Linked DNA regions of Mus musculus: all the other regions are linked to region 3. A link is a contact called in public Hi-C data. All regions are on one chromosome and are shown on one strand. The core of a region is the stretch at or near the end of the contact, and the rest is flanking DNA. Distances in the headings are between cores, read along the strand shown. Region 1 overlaps Insc (INSC spindle orientation adaptor protein). Region 2 holds the start of Calcb (calcitonin-related polypeptide, beta). Region 3 overlaps Rras2 (related RAS viral (r-ras) oncogene 2).

What was found. Hi-C and Micro-C count contacts between places; a contact is called where the count stands out from the background.
Region 1: a Hi-C map of embryonic stem cells shows a contact between it and region 3, with 2.9 times the contacts expected there. The contact joins two enhancer-like sites. A contact is called at or near these places in 12 of 484 Hi-C or Micro-C datasets (the Ba/F3 cell line, the G1E-ER4 cell line, the N1E-115 cell line and 5 more) and 1 of 9 other capture datasets (embryonic stem cells).
Region 2: a contact with region 3 is called in a Hi-C map of pro-B cells, with 3 times the contacts expected there. The contact joins the promoter of Calcb here to the enhancer-like site in region 3. A contact is called at or near these places in 4 of 39 promoter capture datasets (the C10 cell line, the HPC-7 cell line, HPC-7-derived erythroid cells and 2 more), 1 of 15 datasets of contacts at CTCF or cohesin (large pre-B cells), 2 of 484 Hi-C or Micro-C datasets (muscle stem cells and pro-B cells) and 1 of 115 datasets of contacts at active chromatin or transcription factors (pancreatic cancer cells).

Annotation. Positions count from the first base shown.
Region 1 is chr7:114,815,761-114,818,773 of GRCm38.p6, reverse strand. All of the region lies in intron 7 of Insc (INSC spindle orientation adaptor protein), which reads right to left. Among named protein-coding and RNA genes, the nearest start is that of Gm24982, 15 kb to the left of the region's middle. Within about 2 kb of position 1,358, at least 46 of the 459 cell types and tissues checked have an H3K27ac peak or open chromatin away from gene starts, as enhancers often do. A contact at or near this core is called in embryonic stem cells, where this site is marked.
Region 2 is chr7:114,716,792-114,720,190 of GRCm38.p6, reverse strand. It overlaps Calcb (calcitonin-related polypeptide, beta), which reads right to left and starts at 1,548. Exons shown (of 5, transcript NM_054084.2): 1 at 1,469-1,548; 2 at 361-456; 3 at 1-117. The coding sequence starts at 449.
Region 3 is chr7:114,070,664-114,073,745 of GRCm38.p6, reverse strand. All of the region lies in intron 1 of Rras2 (related RAS viral (r-ras) oncogene 2), which reads left to right. Among named protein-coding and RNA genes, the nearest start is that of Gm51454, 36 kb to the right of the region's middle. Within about 2 kb of position 1,570, at least 119 of the 459 cell types and tissues checked have an H3K27ac peak or open chromatin away from gene starts, as enhancers often do. A contact at or near this core is called in embryonic stem cells, muscle stem cells, pro-B cells and 1 more, where this site is marked.

The DNA.
Region 1 (3,013 bases), core at 109-2,608, 750 kb before region 3:
GGAAGCATCCCCAGCCTTGACTGCTTGCTCTTTATCTCATCTGTCTCACACTGGCTATGCATCCTGGACCACCAGTTCCTCTGTCTGCTTGGAGATGCAATGATTCGAGTCTGAAGAGGGAGAGAGAAAGGAGAATCTGGCACAATGCATGAGGCCCTAGAGTGTAATGGGACTTAGCTCATATCCCACAGAAATATATTCAAATATGTTAGCCATTCTTTCCTTGCTGAAGGACCCGCCCCACTCCTCCATCTGCTGCCTTCACTTCACACAGGACCCTGAAACTGCTGGCAGAGGCTATACCTCACGTCAGCCCCATGGCTGGTGGTAGGAGTGTGTGTGTGTTTGTGTGTGTGTGTGTGTGTGTGTGTGTGTGTGTGTGTGTGTGTCTGAGTCTGTGTCTGTGTGTCTGTGTGTGTGTGTCTGTGTGTGTGTCTGTATGTGTGTCTGTGTCTGTGCAAAGAAATGCAAGCCATTTCCTTGGCAAGCCAAAGGGTGACAGCATCTCCAGCCCCCCACCCCCCACGCCAAAGGGTGATGAGTGGCAGGGAGCATGCTCAGTCATGACCTGGGAGACAGGAGTGTTCTGCCCAACAAACATTGCGCAGAGTCAGAGGCCAAGCCTGATGCCTGGGCTGAATCCCCTCTACCCACAGGATGGAAGGAAAGATGACTAGCTGTCCTTTGACCTCCACATGAGCACCGTGGCACGTGTGCATGGTCACTCTATAACACATGATTAATTAATTAACTGTAAAAGATACATAGCTGATCCTTTGGGGAAGCCTCAGGATTAGGGGCTAGGGGTACAGTAGATTGCAAGATCTGTCTGCATCTTTCACCTAGAGGATCATATTCCTGTAAGAAACGTTGGTTGTCTTGAATTTTAACCATTCCCCCTCCCTCCTTGTATGTCTCAGGATATATTTTCTGGTCCTAACTGCTGATGGTGGGGCCCGTAGCCCAGTAGCCACAGCACTTCCAGGAAAATGCTGCCTCGCGGCCTGGCAGGGCTGCCAGTAGAGCTCTTGTCCACCAGGGGCCGCTGTTGCACAGCACATGGTGTCCCACAGAGCCCCAGTGTGAATCACTTAGGTATCCAGACTGCCTTGCAGCTCCAAAGCTTCAAATTCAGGTTGGAACCGATTGGCAGGAAAGCTGCAGCTCCCAGCTGGCACTCTGGTCAGTACTGGCCCACCATGTCAGTGATATCCTAGTAAAAGCAGAGGGAAAGTACACGGGATGGGAATGGGGGTGGGGTGGGGGTTTGATTCCACCCTTTCAAGCCTTAATCCTCTCTGCTCCTACCCAGGAGACAGACTGAAGTTAGACTGTAAGGGAAAGGAATGAGTCACACTCTTCAGAGAAGACTGGGTCAAGGTTTTCCCCTTCTCTGCCATGCTCCAGTCAGAGCTGACTGTGGCTCTGAGACGCTGGGTTCAGTCCCAGCCTGTTCCCAGGGCAGCTGAATTCATTGTCAGTTACAGGGTGGAAGCAAGACTTGAGTCCCAGAGAGGAGAGGGCAGGATCTGGGGGGTCTGTTTTCAGAGTAGCCCGTCTCTTAATCAAGAGCTTCTCCTGAGAAAAGAAGGGTCTGTGGGTCAAATCATCCAGAGGCCCCTCTCCCCACACAGCCTCACGTAACTATCAGGACTGGATCTAGCAAAGTAAGTCGCTGGCTGCCTTGTGCTGGCTGCCTTGTGCTAGGGCCGCACACTGTGGCCACTACTGCTGCTTTTGAATCGTGGAGGGGAGAAGGGATCTAAGTGGACGAGAGAGGACAGAGAGGACAAGCACGGGGCTCCCACTTTGGCCCTGTGCTTCCTGTTGTCTACCTTTGTCAGTCTTACTTGAACTTTTGTAAATCGGAATGGAGGTAGCCACCACTCCCTGCCTCACTTGAATAACAACTGTGAGATTCAAAAGGGCAACAGGATGGGAGAAACTGCTTAATTTCTTTTAAATGTACTATTTCTGACTCATGACCACCGAGCAGAGCACAGTGGGGAGAGACTTCTAGTAAGCAGGCAATGGAGCCCTCCCCACCGCTACCACCACCGAGCCCACTTCCTCCTGCCCAGGGTCTTTGCCTAGACCTCCCTGTCTCTATTTTCCATGCACCCCAGAGCGTGAAAGGTGAGCTGGCGTGTGATGTAAGCCGCAGTTTCCCTTCCCACGTCCACCCACACCTCAGAGACTTTTTCCTTGGACTTGAAATTAAGCTCTTCTGCTCTCCCCTGATCATCCTTAATTTCTTTATCGATTTTCATTAAACTCTCCCTTTGGCTCCAGGACAAAGTAAACTAACTCCTTATTTCCCCACAAAAGGGGGGGGGGTGATTGGGTAGAAACAAAAGAATGTTCTTCGGGAAGTGAGACTTTCTCTTGTCTAAGGCTAAAGGGAAATTTCTAGAACTGTCTTGAGAGCTGGCTAAAGTTGGCTGAGCACTGGGCTTGGAAAGTTCCTAACCTCTTACAGTCGTAGACCTGTGCCTTTCTGTTCTGCAGGTACCCAGCTCCTCATCTGAACCATATGTTCAGTTAGCACTAGTCCTGATCCTTGGTCCCATTCTTTGAGCCAGCAGTACCTGGCCCTTACTTTAGTCACACCTGGAACTCTTCTGTGGCTGTTGCAAAATCCTTGGCCCCCAGTCTCTTTGGGGGACAATGCAGAGTCTCTCTTGACCACCATGTAAGACAAACAAGATAGACATAGGCAGCATATGTCCCATGCACAGATTCCAACTGGAGACTCAGCGTATTGCTACCCTCCACCAGGAGAGGTAACCATTTCATTGCACAGAAGATGCCAAAAGTCAGAGGGAAGTAACTATCTCCTTGGGACTCTTTCTTCCTCCACAAACCATGCAGTTCTTAACAATGCCAGTCTGTGGTGTCAGGAGAGCAGCTCTGATCTGTCAACCTTGGGAGTTGGGAGTGTCTGCTCTCACTCCATTCTGGGATCTGGGTCTCCCAAATGTGGTCCTGAGAACACTACCATCTCTCTGGGCTC
Region 2 (3,399 bases), core at 299-2,798, 650 kb before region 3:
TCCTGTTCCAGCTTCCTGGCCTTCATCTGCTCATAGTCCTGCATCAGTGCAGCAAGCAAGAGATGTTTTTCCTGGTCGCCGAGGGTGCCCAGGTCTAGGCTGCTCTCCAAAGCGGACCTGTGGAGGTAGCAAAGCCAGTGCAGGTTCTGATTCCCTGCCTATCTCCTCCCCAAATAAGAAACCAAGCTTCCTAGCCCTTGCTTCTTCCCTAGGGGCGTAGCGGTCTGGTCATTAGGCCAGTTCCCACATGAGGGCGCTGAATTACCAATAACCAAGTAGGGCTACAGAGCCGCAGAGTTGACACACCCCAGGGGCAGCCGGAGGAGAGCCAGACTGCACTTCTGATTCAGGTTAATTTACCTGAAAGGGGCAGCCTGGAGGCTGCTGGCCAGGCACAGGACCCATATGCTGCTGAGAGCCAGAAAAGGAAAGAACTTCCAAAAGTCCATGATGTCTCTGTAAGAAGAGAAGAATGGTCCAATTGCTCAGGACTATAGACCCAGGTTCTATTTCTCCTACCACACTGCAGCTCTCAAAACGTGCAGTAGATGCAGTGTGGTGAGTGGCTTGATAGAGCAGAAACGAGTGGGGGAGAGTAGATGTGGTTTGCAGTTTCTGCTCGGTTTAAGAACAAGGAGGAGCTACCGGCACTCATTTGCCCCCAGCTTGCAGGAGAACACACGTGCCGCGCCCCTTTGGCTCTCATCTGTGAAGAAACCAAAAACCACCCAGAGATCCCTGCGCCTTGCTGTCCCGCTGCTAAGGATTTCTAACAGGTTGAAATTATTATAATCACCCTTTCTGAGAGGTTGCCCTGGGGAAGAAAGTTAACTTGGAACTAATCCCCCTCTCTCCATCTGCAGAGTTGGGAGATTTTTTTTTTTAAACTACCTCAGAACCGCAGATGAGGACTCCTCCTCCCCACAGCGAAGCGAGACCCACCTGCTTGCTGATAACCCCAGGAGGCTAAAGGCTGGAAACATCTGAGAGAAAAGATCAGTGCTCCCCAATCCCGAATCCAAGGAACTCTTTAACCTAAAACTGGTTAGGATGCGGCAAGACCACCTTCCCTCAAGGAGGGGGCACAGACGCGCCTAGATAGGGTCGCCCAGCTTCCAGTGCTGCTGAGTAGTCGTAGGGGTCCCACTTACTTTAGTTAAAAGAAAATGTCAAGACTGTACTTTCTGACAATGGCTGCAGGAAGGCGGAAATGTATGTGGAATGATAAGGAACCAGGACAGCAAAGGGATCCAAGTAGAGTGGGGTGTGGTGGCTTGCGCCTGTAATCCGCATCCTTAGGATGCTGAGAAAGGAGAACCTTAGCGTTTGAGACGAACCAACTTGAGCTATATAGTGGGTGCCAGGCCAACTTAGACTACAGTGTGAAATACTGCATTAAAAAGAGCAACCAAAAGGAAACAAACTAAAGGAGAGAGAGCTGTAGGCGTTGAGAAGTTAAGTTTCTCACCTGCTAGCCCGTGTTGGAACAGCGAGAGTGAAGTGTCCACTGCAGAAGAGCACACACACACGGCTGTAGGCGTCTTGTCCCCAGAGCCGTGGTCTCTTATTCTCGATCTTGAGGGTGTGGGGGGTCCGCAGTAGCTCTTCCACCAATCAGAGCTCTGACCGAGCTTCCATAACGTCATAGCTGGAGCTACTTACACTTCTGCAGGAGGGAGGCAGCAGTCCACTCCCTGTCTTTGAGGTCATTGCTGAGGAACCGGGTAGGAGTGGGAGTGGGGGTGGGGTAAGGATACAGAGAGGGTGAATTCGTCCAGAATGTGAGCAAACCTGAGTTTGACATCACGACCTCTTTAATACCTGAACTCCAGCCTACAACCTTTTGCTGCCCACTCCAATGGGGACCTGAACCTCGTAGCTGGACTCCCACGCAGGCTGAGTAGCACTCCCAGGTTCTAAAAGGACTTCAGTAGATACATCCACGATGATGACTGTCACAGGAAGAAGCGGGTCCTTGGATACATTAGGGTACTTCTGTCATACCTGTCCCAAATGGGCACTCTAGCAGTGCGTGCTTCCCATCACCTAATAAGGATAGAAACTAGAGAGTATTGTGGAGCAGCAGGCTAACAGACTGCACAGGGAACTGGGCTTTCTCCTCCTGTACCAGACCTTCCAAATCCTGCGCTATGGTTTTTACATCCCTCCCCCGCCCCCATTCAAATCCCCAGACCTCACACTGCTGTAGCAGTGTAGATTAAAGCACTTCCAAGCATCCCTGGCGGGTTTGCCTAGCAGGAGGCTGGCGCTCAGATGGCAGTTCCCTTCCCCTCCCCTGCATCTCCACCACCCCACTCTGCAGAGCTTGAGAGCTGAGCCAGGGTCCTGCACAGGCCACCTGAGCAACCCAGGGGTCAGCAGGGAACTTTCACACTCACTCAGCTGCTGGTTAAGCATCCATAGGTTCAGGCATCCGACAGCTGGCAGGTGACCTTTGGCATTAACACACCGTGTCACTGAGGAATACTCGGTTCACTTGCCTTCAGCAGAAGACTGTGTGCACGCACTAACCCAAATCAGTTGAGCTTTGGCCAAAAATAATCTCACATTTCTGCTTTCAGAATCAGGCATGAATTATGTGCACTGGGATAGGCACATCACCACTCTGGCCTAACCATGGGCATCACAAGTGCCCACCCAAGAAAAAGAACTGAGTATCTCCTGTTTTCCACGTCGCCCATTCTTCCAGGTGTGAGGAGAAGATACGCGGTGCTCAGCTACTAGAAAGTGAACTGACATCATTCCCAAGGCTTCAGGCTTTCCCTCTCCGCTGCTTGGTTGCAGCACAAGGACTCTCCAAGTGCCCAGCTTGCTGGGGGTTCCAGTAATGTGTGGAAAAGGCTATACCTGTGGCTTGGGAGATCCACACCTGGCCCTCAGTTTCTGAGAATCAGAAAGGAACTCAGTGTGTTTACTCAGGTCCTCTGAGTCACTTTTCTGATTCAGGTCCTAGTTGTTGGAGCAAGGGCAGATGATACCACCCTCCCTCAATTAAAAAAAAAACCCCAACTGGGAAACTCCCGCTGGCCTCCAGTCCTCAATGTGGTGAGGAGGATGGGAGGCAGTTTCCCCAGGAACCTAGATGTAGATCAAAGTTGCCCCCAGCAGAGGCATAGGATGGCTTTGTAATGATTTTTTTTTTGGTAATTGGTAGGGCACCCAACCAATGCTCTCTAGAGGAATTTCTTCATGAAAACAAGGTCCTTCTCCATCTAGATTGTGAGTTCACTTTTGGATGGAAGGAAAATCATGGGAATGACCTTTTTTGGTTTGAGGGTCTTCTCTCCAAAAGTCCTACAAATAATAGGGTGACATCTGTGTCCCTCTTCTGGATTTGGGACTTGAAAAGTGCCTGTAGAATGTAAAGGTGAATCTGTG
Region 3 (3,082 bases), core at 321-2,820:
TGATATGCAGCCAGGCTGTCCTTGCTGTGTAACTTCTTTCTGTACTGTAATTCTTTTTATTTTTATTTTTTTTTATACTTTTGGTACAGTGTCTCACTATGTAGCACAAACTGGCCCCAAACTCGTGATTCTCCTGCCTCAGCACTACATGCTTACATTATAGGCATGTGCAGATAAACATGACTAATTCTTATTCTTAAAAATTTATTCAGGGTTTATGTATTATCTATTGAAATAAAAATACAAAAATTACTATGAATTTAAAACTTAAAATTTTTTGGTTATGTTTTCTGTGTGTTTGTGTGTGGAGAGAGACAGAGACAGAAAGAGAGAGGAAGGGGGCTGGTGAGATGGCTCAGTGGGTAAGAGCACCCGACTGCTCTTCCGAAGGTCCGAAGTTCAAATCCCAGCAACCACATGGTGGCTCACAACCACCCATAATGAGATCTGATGCCCTCTTCTGGAGTGTCTGAAGACAGCTACAGTGTACTTACATATAATAAATAAATAAATCTTTAAAAAAAAAAAAGAGAGAGAGGGAGAGAGAGAGAGAGGAAGAGAGAGAGAGAGAGAGAGAGAAAGATAGAGATAGGTTGAGGCAGCTCATGAGAGTTGATTCTTTCCTTCCACCCTGTGGTACCAGGGATTGAACTCAGGTCTTTAGATTTGGTGGCAAAAGCCTTTTCCCACAGAGCCATTTCTTTGGCTCTGATAGCTTTTATTATGTTACATGAAATAGGCCATTGACCTACTGTTGCCCATTGCCTGCTAACTATTATGTCAGCTCCAAAAGATAAGTAGGTGGCTGTACAGGAACAAATGGTTTGTAAATGTGATTAGTGGGTTCGTGTGTAGCTGTGTCGTTGGTAACAGAGTTCAGCTTGTCTCATCCCCAAATGGTTTATCTGTATGAACAGTGCTTGTGGCCATCATGGCCCCCTCCCTCCTGTGCAGTTTTCAAGCTGCACGCAGAATGTTTGTGTCATCTTGTCCACTCAGGTGTGAATAACCTGTCTAACAGGTTAGGATCATGGAGGGACGGGGAGGAGACAGGAAGGGACTAAAAGGAGCTTCATAAGGCAGGCCTGCTCAGGAGCTCACACCATGAACTTGTGATTTGCCCCCGAGTGATTTTTCTTCCATGGAGAATGGAGCTCTTTTTTTTGTTTTGACCAGAACATTACTGATAATTCCTTTTTAATTCAGACTGTTTGGGAGAGGGGCCAGTGCTGAGGGTTGATTTCAAGGCTCTGAGTGCTCCTTCACTCGGTGCTTGGCCGCCAAGCTACACCGCCAGCCCAGAGTTTGCTTTCCTTAAGGTGACCTGGCTTGCTGCAGTGTGCTAGATTTACCCCGGAATATTTCACCTGCTACTGCTGGGTGAGATTGAGGGGTCCGTGGGGAATTGTTACTTTTAATTTGGGAACAGAGGCGGGTGTTAGGTGACAGCCGGTATTAGGTGACATGGTGCTAAGAATGTTGTTTTTAGAAGGAAGCAGAAGCTTGGGAAGAGCCATGAGGAGGGGAAAGGAGAGCAGCAGAGGCTGGGTGGGCAGGAGGCTCCTCCTCCATCGGGCTGGCTCTGCACTTGGGGAAAGCCAGACTCCTACTTTCTGCTTCCTCTTAGGCCTGGAAGCTGATACTGCCTCAGGACTGTATGTCTTGTGTTCTGGACTATGGGGACAACCACAGCCTAGAAAAAAATTCCCTGGGGAAACAAGACTCCTCTAACTGACGTAGAAACACACTCTGCAGCAGAGCAGGCTCGTCATGCACTGGGCTGGGCTTCTTGGTGGTATAGTATAACTAGTCCGTTCACCCCCAGCCCCAGGTCGTGGTGGGGGCTGTGCACAGGAGCTGATGGTCTACAGAGTGACCTCGAGTCCCTTCACACCCTGCTGGCGTTAGGCGGTCTGGGACAATTAGTGTTTACCAGAGGTCTCAGTTTTTTAAATAAAATAAACTAAAGGGGTTCCGGACTTAGTGCCCTAGGGCGTTTATTATGACCATATCTGTAATTCATTCATTCATTCATTCATTAAAAATATAATTGCTTGAGGAATATCAATCACATGGGAACATTTGACAAAGGTTAGAGAGGGCGGTGTGAGAACAAAGGTTCTCTGTGCCCTGACAGCTGCTGCTACAGAGAGACTACTACAGGAGGCTGCTCTGCCCACAGCTGCCTGTGGCTGAGGTGCTGGTGTCTCCAGAGGAATTCCCACTGCATTTGTTTAGTGACTAGAGACTGCTGATGGCTAAGTGTCCTCACCAGCTCAGGGAAGTGGGTTCCTGGCTCCCCATCACTGATGGCTTTCCCCACCGCCGTATTTTGAGATTGTGGCTGTGTCCAAGATGGCAAGGCCCTTACTATGGGGAAGTAAGGTGTGTGAGCTGTGCTATGGAGTGTCAGGTCTAGAGCTGCCTGGCCCGGGGAGTTCATGGTGGGATTTTTTTAAACTGGAACAAAAATCTGTTTAATTTTATTGAAGTCCCAAAGATGGAGAATAAAGCTTGTGGTGCCCCATTCTCCTCATTCCAAGGACATCGCACGCTTAGGTCACACTCATCTCCAAGGAAGTGTTCAAAGTTCAGGGTTCTAATAAGAAAGCTTGCAGAGAGCTGCGATGTGTTCTAGGTGCCTTCTTTCCATTTCTAGGGAGTACACGAGAGACTTCTTCCGTGTGTGTGTGCATTTGTGTGTGTGCATGCGTGCACATGTGCATGTGCGTTTGTGTGTGTGTGTCTCCCAGTTCTCTCTTGAGGCCAAGAAGAGGGTGTCGGATCCCCTAGAGTACTGGTTCTCAACCTTCCTAATGCTGTGGCTGACCCCCAACCCTAAAATTATTTTTGTTGTTACCTCATAACTATAATTTTGTTACTTTTAATGAATCGTAATGTAAATACCAGTGTTTTCCTATAGTCTTAGGTGACCCTGTGAGAAGGTGGTTTGGAGGAACCCCCCCACCCCAAGGTTGAGAACTGCTGCCCTTGGGGTTGTTGGAGTTATACCCCTAGGGGTAGTTGTGAGTCACCAGAGTGACTGAGGATCAAAATCAGACCCGCTGGAAGCTATGGAGTT